Linked DNA regions of Sus scrofa: regions 1 and 2 are each linked to region 3. A link is a contact called in public HiChIP or PLAC-seq data. All regions are on one chromosome and are shown on one strand. The core of a region is the stretch at or near the end of the contact, and the rest is flanking DNA. Distances in the headings are between cores, read along the strand shown. Region 1 holds the start of SCN2B (sodium channel subunit beta-2). Region 2 holds the start of SCN4B (sodium channel subunit beta-4). Region 3 holds the start of IFT46 (intraflagellar transport protein 46 homolog).

Region 1 (3,673 bases), core at 172-2,671, 360 kb after region 3:
ATAGATAATGGTTTGCATGGGCTAGTCCTCAATTCCCAATCCATTCCTTCCCCAACCCCTTCACCCTCGGCAACCACAAGTCTGTTCTCTATCAGACCAGTTATCTTCTTACAAAGAATAAACACGAGATTCTCAGGACTCCTAGCCTGTCCTGACCAGCTGGCTTGCAAATGTGGTTTGGACTTCCTCAAGAGAGATCAGGCAATCCATTACCACTTCTGTAAAACCCAACTCTGAAAGCATCCTTTTTTTTTTTTTTTTTTTTTTTAAATCAAAATAAAGGAACTTAGAGTTTTCACAGAAAATGAAGACCTTTCTTATTTCATAGATGGGGGGAGACCAATAGTGGTTTACTTGTCCCAGAACTTTCAAAGCCCTTGTCTGAACTCCACGTTGTCCGTCTGTTCCTGCCCTTTGGAGATTGGGCGCCATCTTGTCTACCCAACACACCTCCCTTTTTTTTCATGACAGGAACCCTATGTTCCATAGACCTTTGTTTTTTGTGCTTCTGCACCTTTGCTCTTGGTATTCCCCTGCCTGGAATTCCCTTTCCATCTTGCCTGCCCAAATCAACATTCCTTTAAGGCCCTGCTTGGGTCCTGCCTGGATGATCTCCTAGATGTCTCTACACTTAACAGATTTCGTCTTCTGATGTTCTTTGATTGTTTCATGGGTATGAGGCCTTATTTTCTCCAGGAGATCTTAGACGTTTAGAGATCCTGCTTTAGTTTTTTTTCTATAACCCCATATGGGACAATCCCATGTTGAATGGAATTCCTAGGGAGTGGAGTAGAATAGCACATGCAGGGATGGGCTGGACCTGGCTCCCAGTCCTGGTTCTACCACACTTTTGCTGGGTCAGATCAGGCTGATAGAGTTTCTGCTCTTTCCCCAGGTATAAAATAGACAATCATTGATTTATTCTCATCTGCTCAGGGACCAGTAGTGGCCTAGCACAAACTCAGAAGACTAAGACACAACCCCTGTCTTTAAAGAGCTGCAATCTAGTTGGGGAGGTAAGACATATAAACAAAATGACAATACTCTCAAGTAATCCCAGGGTTACCTGTAGATGGGAGTTGATATATTTGTCTCCTTATCTAGAACGTAAGCTCTCAAAGGGTGAGCTATATCTTATTCATTTCTGGGCCTCTAGGTTTCTAGCCTAGTGTCTGGCACATAGAGGACATTAAACAGATATTTGAGGAGTTCCCTGGTGTCCCAGTGGTTAAGGATTCAGCCTTGTTGCTGCTGTGGTTCAAGTTTGATCTCTGGCCTGGGAACTTGTGCATGTTGCAAGTGTGGCTTAAAACAAAAACAGTTTGTTGAATGAGGGAATTATAAACGAGTAAATGGACCCAGGGTCACAGCTGCATGGAGAGAAGAGGTACATAGATGACAAGGAAGGGGTGGTAAGGAGGGAGTTACTTTGTAGCAGATTTTTGAAGAACTAGGAGCTTGTGGAGCAGACGAGAGAGGAAGGGCATTCTTAGAAGAGGAAACTGCGAAGGCAGAGACCCGTGATGTGAAGCCCTCTGTGGGGTAAGATAAAGCCAGCCTGGTGTGGAGCAGCTTGGGAAGGGTCTGGGCAGAGAAGAGAGGGGAGTGAAATTGTTCTACCCAAGCAGGCCGCCAGGTGCTCTGAAGTATTTAATCCTAAGCTTGTCCCTGCTCGCCAGTCCCTTCTCGCCAAACCCCCAAACCTAGCCTCTCATTGCTCCGAGCTCCTAGAATGCAAACCTTTTAATATTAGCTGAGGGTGTTACTTCTCAAGAAACACCTAAAGAGCTTGTTAAAAATGCAGATTCTGAGGGGCTTCCCGTTGTGTCTCAGCAGAAATGAATCCTACTAGTATCCATGAGGATGCGGGTTCAATCCCTGGCCTTACTCAGTGGGTTAAGGAGCCGATTGCCGTGAGCTGTGGTGTAGATCACAGATGTGGTTCAGATCCTGAGTGGCTGTGGCTGTGGTGTAGGCTGGCAGCTGTAGGTCCAATTCTACCCCTAGCCTGGGAACTTCCATATGCTGTGGGTGCAGCACCGCCCCCCCGCCCCCTCCAAAAAAGCAGATTCTGATTCTTTAGGTTGGAGGTGGGGCCTGTGACTCTGCATTTCTAGGAGCTCCTGTGATGCTGATGATGCTGGTCTAGTGAGGCAAAGGTAAGCAGGGAGGCTCCCCATAGCCTCCACTAAGAATTTCAAAGGCAAAAGGAAACGACTTTCCTTTGGGTTCTGTGTGACGGCTTCCTCCAGTAAGGTAGACAATTGAGTGTTGTCTAATAAAATCTCCAGGGATAAATGGCATGACGAAATGCCAAACACAGGGCTTCCTTCCCCAAATAGCCCATCTTCAATACTGGTGTCTTCTTCACTCAGTACCTCTTTGAGTTTCTGCTTCCCAGGCGTTTACTGGCTCCTGGGGAAAGATGTGCTCTTTTGGATCAAATGGGCATCTGGAGGCCCAGGTGAGCGATGGGGAGGGTCTGGGGTAGCTCCCCTGCTGACTCCCCCCTCCTGGGTACCTCCTCCTCTCCCCCGTTTGGCGCCTTCCAACCTTTGTTCCTGCAGGGCTGAGTTGGCCAAAGGCTGAGTCATATACCTGGTTTCTCTGAGCCAAATTCTGGCTAGAGGCAAAGGAACTTTAGGATTTATTTTGTATCTCAGATGTCCCCCAAATAGAAGTTTCTGGTCGGTCTTGAGACCAAGAGAGCCTGGTAAGCAGCTTCTGGGGCCTCACAGGCATGCTTAGCTACATTAAGAAAAAAGGAGGAGGCCGGCTACGTCAAACCAAAACTCTCTGGCTGACATGTACCTGCGGCAGCTTGGGTGACTGTGCAGCGAGCTGGGACCTGGCTGGGGGGCTGTGCCAGAGCTGGAGCTGGTCTCTCCCTCCTGGCACACCTGCGAGCCAGGCCACTGTTGGCAGTGGAGGCAGCCTGGGGCCTGAGGGTTGGGGCCACTGGAAGACACTTTTCTCCCTAGGCTGCCCCATCTCTGATTTTCCTTCCTAGGGTCTGTGAGCTCTGGGAATGGGCCAGCTGCCCAGACTCTGGTGAAGTGACAGAGGCAACTTTGGCTACAGAGTCTGTCCAGGATTTGGGCATGGACCACACCTCGGGTGTGGAGAACCCCAGAGGTCTCCTTTCCACCCCTCTGACTTCAGCAACCACCACCTAAATCTGACCCATTTCACTTCTCCCCAGCCAAGAACAGCTTCAGCAGCCTTGGCTAGAGTTCCCTGCCTTCCGCGAAAGTCCTGCTCCAAGCTCATTCATTCATTCAGGGGGTCCTGGCCCTGTGCTGCTATGCAGCACCTGTTTATGGAGTGTCTGCTCTGAACCAAGCACTGTGCTAGTGCTTCCTCCATGCCCTGCCTCATACCACCTTTTTACACACACACACACACACACACACACACACGCATGCAGAGGCCCCTTGCTTCATCTATTCCAGTCTTCTCTTCCGTGTGTCTCTAAATGATCCGAGGGAAGCTCCCACATCTCCTCCCCTTGGTAACAGGCAATGCGGAATTTTGGAAGTACCCAGTGTTTCCCACCAGACCTCAGTTTGGGTCCTGGCTCTGACTCTGCCCTTAACTATCACACGTAACCTGAGTGGGTTAGGCCTTGTCAGCCTCTGTGTCCTCATTGCCATTTTTTTAAAAAAGAGCGGTA
Region 2 (3,528 bases), core at 1,000-3,499, 390 kb after region 3:
CCCCTTCTCTGGGCCGGGGTCACTTTCCTTCCCTTTGGCTCACCTCTTGTCTCACCTCAGCCTCCTGCTCTGAGAAACATGACCCCTGCTGTAAAAATAAAGTGGGCAGTGTGGATGCCTGGCCCAGTTGATCTAGTGTCTGGGACCTATTGAGTGAGGACACGGTGAATGTGCAAACTTGGAGACAGGAAGAGCTCAGCATTTTAGGGCCATAGCCCTCTTTGAAGATAATAAGAGCTAAAATGTATTGCAGGCTGACCCTATGCCCAGAACTCTCTCAGCACTTTCACATGCGATAATATCTTATCCAGTCTTCGGAGTCAGGTCCACTTCTGACGTTTGTGAGGCCTGGGCCAAGGGCACACATGCAAATTCCATATATGTCTAAATTAAAGTGATGAATCAAGAGAACAAAGTGTTAAAACTTACCTATTATCCTCCGCCTTTGATTACCTTTTCTTGGTCTTAATTTTAAGGCAAGTCCAAAAGCCATTGCATGGCCCACTCATGTCCAGTTCTGCAGGGATGAAGGATCTCAGGCAGGCCTGGGAACACTCTACCTGCATGTCAAGTTCCATCCACTGCCCACTCTCTGCAAACAGCTGCCCTCTACTCATTCCCTGGGCCCATGGGCGGACATCCAGCCTGGGCGGCTTCTGTGAGGATGGACCCAGGGAAGAGACCTGCTCAGAATCAGGTCATTTGAACAGAGAATTCCAGGGTCCTGGATGTCCAGCATGTGGTCTAGAAGAGGACGTATATGGTCCCTCTTGTCCCAGGAACTACTTTTCCAATGAGGAGGGGTAGGGCCAGAGTGAGGAGCCCAGGCTGAGGCCTCTGCTGCTGAGGCCTAAGGGTGGCATTGCTCTTAACAATTGCAAGAGGTAAATATCTTCGCTTTCACTGTAGTACAGACAGGCTTCTGCAGAAGATTGCATAACTTGCTCAAGGTCACACGCCAATAAATGCTGGAGCTAGGACTAGATTCCCCAGAGCTACTGTACCACTATCACAGCTCACTACAGAGCCACTGTACCACTGTCACAGCTCCTGGAAAAAACCCAAATAGACATTCAGGCTTTCCCATACAACCACAAGGGGCCCAAGATTCCTCTGAAGCCCCCTGGCTAAAAAGGTGGGTGGTGGTGGGACTGTAGCAGGGGTCAGGCCATGAAGTGGGAGCAGGTTTCCAAGTCTGAACTAGTGCCCAGAGAGGCAAAGGATGGAGGGTCAGGAACAAGGGGCCTGGGATGGAGGGAGGGGGCTGGGAGGTTAGCAGTGGGGTGCCGAGGGGAGGACAGCAGACATTAGTTACCAAACCACACCCCAAACTGCACTATTCACTGGTAACTCCAGAGTGTCTGAGAAAAGGCTCCTTTGTTGGCAGTTTCACCTTGGCCCTGGCTGTGACCCCCAAGCCTGGGAGGGCTGACCTGGGCTCCTCCATCCCCAAAGGGAGGTGAGGCCATGAAGACTTCAGGTTTCTGAAGGACAGAGGAAACCATTGGAGGAGGGTGAAAGGGGAGGGGCGGGGAGTGCCTAGGTAGGAAAAATGAGAATAGAGGTGCTGCAGGAAGGTGAAGAAGGAGCCCCAATCGGATTGGTAGTGTCTGGCCGGATTCCCCAACCAGGGGCATCATGATTTCCCAGCTCATGAAGCAATGGCCGAGGTGGATGGGCGGTGGCGGGGGCAGTTTGCAGTTGGAAGCCGGTCCCCGGGACCCTGCCCAGCGGAGCAAAGGCGGGGCGCGGGGCTCAGAGGCTGCACGCGAGTCAGAATCAGTGGGGTGCAGTGGGGAAGCCCGCACACGCCCACCGGCTGCGCCAGTGTCGGCCATCCAAGCGGTCCCCTCGTGGTCCCCACTCGTGTTTCCCAAAGTAGAACACCCGAAAAGCTCCACCTCTACTCCTCCCCAAACTATCCTCCTAATTGGCAGCTCAGCGCATGGGATGATGCGGGCGGCTGCGGGTGGCCCTGCAGTGCCAAGCCGCAGCAGCCCTGCCCAAGCCGGAGGGGAAGCGGGGGGCCCGGCACGCTCCCGGGGCTCGGGGACCACGAGGCGGGGGCGCCCCAGGCACCGCGGCGGCCACCGCCCCTCCTGCGGCTGGAGCGCTTCCAGAGCAGAGGCGCAGCGTCGCTCGCCTCTGCACTAGCTCGGCGGTCCTCCTGCTCCTGTTCCTCCTCTTCGTGCTCCTCCTCCTTCTCCCCGTGCCCTCAGCGGCCGCTCCCGCAGTCGGCTCCTCCTCTCCCTCCCTCCCCCTCCTCTCCTGCCATCCCCGCTAACTTTCCCAAGCTCAGCCGGCGGCGCAGAGCTCCCCGGCAGCCTCCAGGCCCACTGCAGACCGCGGGCTGCGAGCGCGGCTGCGCCCTGTATCCTGTCCCCGCGCCCCTGGCGCGCTCCGGAGAGAAAAGAACGATGCTCGGGGCCGGGGACCGAGGCGCACCCAGGGCGAGATGGCTGGGCACTGGGCTTTTGGGTAAGGCAGCCCCAGCTCGGTTTCTTCTCCTGCCTCTTCCCCCCTCCTCCCCCATCTCCCCCCAGAGCAGGGGTCACTTCGAAGAGCAGTGCCTTGGACGGGGGGAAGGCTTTGGAGCGGGGCTACTGGCTTGAGACTCTAGCTGGGAGGGCTGAGCTCCCCGGGGACAGTGCGCCGTCCCCCGCCCCATCGGCCCGCCAGCCTCGCGATTAGTTTTTTTTTTTTTTTGCTGTTTCTGGTGCCTTCAGCCCCGCACTTCTGGAGCTGGATCTTGGGGACCCGAGTTGAGACGTTTAAGCTGCTGGGGGAGAGCGGCTAATGCCTTGGGTGGAGGGGATGCCAGGTGGGTTGCAAGTGTGATTGTTGAGATGCTAGTTTCTACCCCTGCTCAGAGCTCTTTGCTACTTGGAAGCTGGTTGTCCAGGCACCGGCATGCACCAGTTGGGGGTTGGGGAGCTCCCTTTCCTACTGATCCTTGTTCTGTTTGCCTCCTCTGCCCTCTACTTCCTCTGGTGTCCACTGCCTTCCCTGCAGACTGGATGTGTTGGAGGGACTTGGAGGATCATTTAAGCCCCCTTTTAGGAAAGATATTTTCTCTCTTCCTAGGAAGAGATTCCCTGGGGGAATGGGGAGGACCTGTTTCACCTGCTCCTGGCTCTTCATTTTGGGATGAATATGAAGACTGAGGAGGCCCGGCCAGAGGACACAGAAAGAACAGATTATCGATATCTATTAATATGCACATGATAGTTTTGAGCATCAAACTCTAAGAGATTAGGGAATGATATTTATTTGTCCAGAACATTATCTCCTCATAACTCAGAGCTGGCTTTCAAATGTAAGCCAACTCCATCTCTGGCACCCGCACCTCTTCCTGTTTGTATTTGTCAGATGTGGCTTTTGGCAGCTCCCTGCATGGGGTAGGCACGCGACGTAGGCATTTGGGCTGAAAGCAGGGAGGCAGAAGTCTTTAAGGGCGATCACTGCTGTTTCTGCAAATGTAAACTGTGTGCAGGCCTGTCATGTTGGCACCTGGTGGCGGAGGGGGGT
Region 3 (3,416 bases), core at 398-2,897:
TAACATACAAAATAACTGGTGTTCATAAGGGACTAGTAGCCAGAATATATAAAGAATCCTTAAAACTCAACAATGGAAGGAGTTCCCCTTGTGGCTCAGTGGAAACGGAACGGGACTAGGATCCATGAGGATTTGGTTCCATCCCTGGCCTGATGCAGTGGGTTAAGAATCCAACATTGCCTGAGCTGCAGTGTAGGTGACAGACACAGCTTGGATCTGGCATTGCTGGTGGCTGTGGCAGCAACTGCAGCTCTGATTTGACCCCTAGCCTGGGAACTTACATATGCCACGGGTGCAACCATAAAAAGACAAAAACAAAACGATAGATGGCCAATAAGCACATAAAAATATGCTCAATATCTTTAGTCCTTAGGGAATTGCAAATCAAAGCTTGCTAGGATGGCTATAATAATAAGAGTTGGTGAGAATGTGGAGAAATTAGAACTCTCATACACTGCTGGCGGGAACCTGAAGTAGTTTAATTGTTTGGGGAAAGCTTGGCAGCTCCTCAAAAAGCTAAGCATGGGGTTACCATGTGACCCAGCAATTCACTCCTATGTATGCGCCCAAGAGAGTTAAAACCACACACCCATACACAACCTTGAACACTAATGTTCATAGAAACATTGTTCATAATAGCCAAAAAGTGGAAACGATCCAAGTGTCCCTCAGTACTCGAATGAATAACAAAATGTGGTATATTTAGAGTTCCCACCGGCAAAGCGGAAACGAATCCGACTAGGAACAATGAGGTTTCGGGTTCAATCCCTGGCCTCACTCAGTGGGTTAAGGATCCGGGGTTGCCATGAGCTATGGTGTGGGTTGTAGACGCGGCTGGGATCTGGCATTGCTGTGGCTCTGGCATAGGCCGGCAGCTACAGCTCCGATTAGACCCCTAGCCTGGGAACCTCCATATGCCGTGGAGGAAGCTCTAAAAAGACAAAAAAAAAAAAAAAAAAAAAAGGTAGTATATCTAAACAATGGAATATTAGTCACAAAAAGGAATTAAATTCTGATACATGATACAACATGGATGAACCTTGAAAATACTATGTTAAGTGAAAGATGCCACTCACAAAAGACCGTATCTTCTATGACTCCATTTATGTAAAATATCCAGAACAGATAAATCCATACAGAGAAAGAATGGCCGGCAGCTACAGCTCTGATTTGACCCCCAGCTTGGGATTTTCCATAGGTCGCAGGTGCAGCCCTAAAAAAAATTAAAATTAAAAAATTAAAAAAGCGGGAGAATGTGTTAAATTTGAATCACAGGTAAATAATAATTTGTTAATACTATAAATATGTCCCATGCTATGGACACAGTGGAGGGGAAAGACTATAATGTAATAAAAATGCTATAAAAGTAGTACAGAATGTCAGGAATTGAGGCAACCCCTGAGTTTGCCTAAAGGCTGAGTGGTCTGACTTAATAGGAACTCATACCTACTGATCCTTTCCCTGGGTAAAAAATGCAGACCGTGTTTCGGGATCTAGAGCTTAACTCTCTACCAACCGGAATTCATCTGATTTGCTGCCTGCAGCCGCTAGATGCCACCACAGACACATCTGTTGAAATCTAAACAATCACGATGTGAGCTCCTCTTTTTCTGCTTGGCTCCTTAGCTGGGGAGAAACATAATGCGCGAGTTGAGCTCTCACGAGAGTTAAAGGAAGTCTCGCGATTTTTCTGTTTCTTTCTTCGCTCTTTTTATTTATTTATTTATTGTTTGTTTGCTTAGCTACTGACAACACGCCAGTTGCTCCCCTTCTTTCCAAGTAAAAGTGGCCTGGCCTGAGATTAGGGTGAGACCCCAGCCCTAGGCTGGGGTTCCTTCCAGATAGAAGAGACGGATTCGGAGGGGCTACAGGTAATTCGTACTCACCCTAACAGAGAACGCTTCCTCTCTCCCAAGAGGAATAGAAAGGACTCCTTTTCTGTCCTCGCAACCCCTCTCCACTTCTTTCCGTTTTCTTACCCACTATACTTTCTCCCTTCCCTTCACGCCATCACCGACCATTCTGCTTGCCTTACTCCCCACGAAACGTAAGGGGCATCCGAACTACAAGACGAGACCAAGGGGGGTGGGGTGGTCATGGTATAGATGAGGGTGATGCTTTTGGACCAAGAGACTAGAGTTTAACCTCTCTTAGAGGAACAGCCCCCGCCCTGGTGACTCTAGAAACAGAATTGTTTCTAGAACCTCTACAGCTAAGAAATCCCAGCAGCCTTGGGAAACTGACCGAACCTGAGGCTCACTTGAGCCGTTCTCTACAAAAGAGCTTTGGGGAAGGTGATGCAGAAGTTGGCTGTTGTTTCGCTCCAGGATTTCTTCGTTCTCCGGTCAGCCTGCCAGCAGTTCCTAAATAAGGGCTGCAGCAGAATGACTTAACTGCTTGAACTGGGGTGAGGGTTTCATGTAAAACTGGTGTCTCGGAACCATTGCTGGTTTGGAGTCCAGCTCCCCACAGAGTGCTTACTGTCCCGTGATAGGAGCTGTGTAATCATGTTTCCTTTTACTTAGACCAAGATTATAGAAAACCAGACATATGATGAGCGTCTAGAGATTAACGACTCGGAAGAGGTTGCAAGTATTTATACTCCTCCCTCAAGACACAAAGGTAAGAAATAAATGAAGAGAAAAGAAGACAGACGGTTCTCAGAGCAAAGAGCAGGATGGACTCATGATTGTTTCCAATAATTTTTTAGTTTATAATAGCAAATGTTGACTTTCAGAGTCAAGTTATTTGTTGTCGCTTCTGTTTTCTAACTACTTAAGGAGGGAGAAAACACCGCCACCCACATTGCAGGATCTTCCTTCAATCTGACCAGTTTCCCATCATCATTTATTTCGTGATACTCTTTACCCATAATCTGCCAGGGGTTCATGTTTGTTTATTTAATTTATCAAAAGTCTTGGAGTTCCCGTCGTGGCGCAGTGGTTAACGAATCCGACTAGGAACCATGAGGTTGCGGGTTCGGTCCCTGCCCTTGCTCAGTGGGTTAACGATCCGGCATTGCCGTGAGCTGTGGTGTAGGTTGCAGACGCAGCTTGGATCCAGCGTTGCTATGGCTCTGGTGTAGGCCGGTGGCCACAGCTCCGATTCGACCCCTAGCCTGGGAACCTCCATATGCTGCGGGAGCGGCCTAAAGAAATAGCAAAAAGACAAAAAAAAAAAAAAAAAAAGTCTTTTGCTCAGTTTTGAAGATGCTTCAGTAACCTGCGCTTAACCTGCAATGCCAATTAAAATCTCAACGGAATATTTTTAGAGGACTTCACACCATCATTTATTCAACAAACATTTTTTGAATGCCTGCTGTCAGCCTTATGCTTCGCACTAGGTATGCTGTATTAAAAGAGACATTAACCCTGTCATCCTGATGCTTGTGATTACGGGAGACAGACGCCAAATAA

Evidence for each region. HiChIP or PLAC-seq counts read pairs in DNA pulled down with a chosen protein or histone mark.
Region 1: a contact with region 3 is called in an H3K27ac HiChIP or PLAC-seq map of skeletal muscle, with 7 times the contacts expected there. The contact joins the promoter of SCN2B here to the promoter of IFT46 in region 3. A contact is called at or near these places in 9 of 47 Hi-C or Micro-C datasets (alveolar macrophages, embryonic fibroblasts, heart right ventricle and 4 more) and 2 of 2 datasets of contacts at active chromatin or transcription factors (alveolar macrophages and skeletal muscle).
Region 2: an H3K27ac HiChIP or PLAC-seq map of skeletal muscle shows a contact between it and region 3. The contact joins the promoter of SCN4B here to the promoter of IFT46 in region 3. A contact is called at or near these places in 4 of 47 Hi-C or Micro-C datasets (alveolar macrophages, embryonic fibroblasts, heart right ventricle and 1 more) and 2 of 2 datasets of contacts at active chromatin or transcription factors (alveolar macrophages and skeletal muscle).

The regions. Positions count from the first base shown.
Region 1 is chr9:45,500,326-45,503,998 of Sscrofa11.1, reverse strand. SCN2B (sodium channel subunit beta-2) reads left to right here and starts at 1,421. Exons shown (of 4, transcript XM_013977493.2): 1 at 1,421-1,542.
Region 2 is chr9:45,474,327-45,477,854 of Sscrofa11.1, reverse strand. It overlaps SCN4B (sodium channel subunit beta-4), which reads left to right and starts at 2,249. Exons shown (of 6, transcript XM_013977487.2): 1 at 2,249-2,478; 2 at 2,727-2,821. The coding sequence starts at 2,797.
Region 3 is chr9:45,860,149-45,863,564 of Sscrofa11.1, reverse strand. It overlaps IFT46 (intraflagellar transport protein 46 homolog), which reads left to right and starts at 1,647. Exons shown (of 12, transcript XM_003357317.4): 1 at 1,647-1,871; 2 at 2,526-2,622.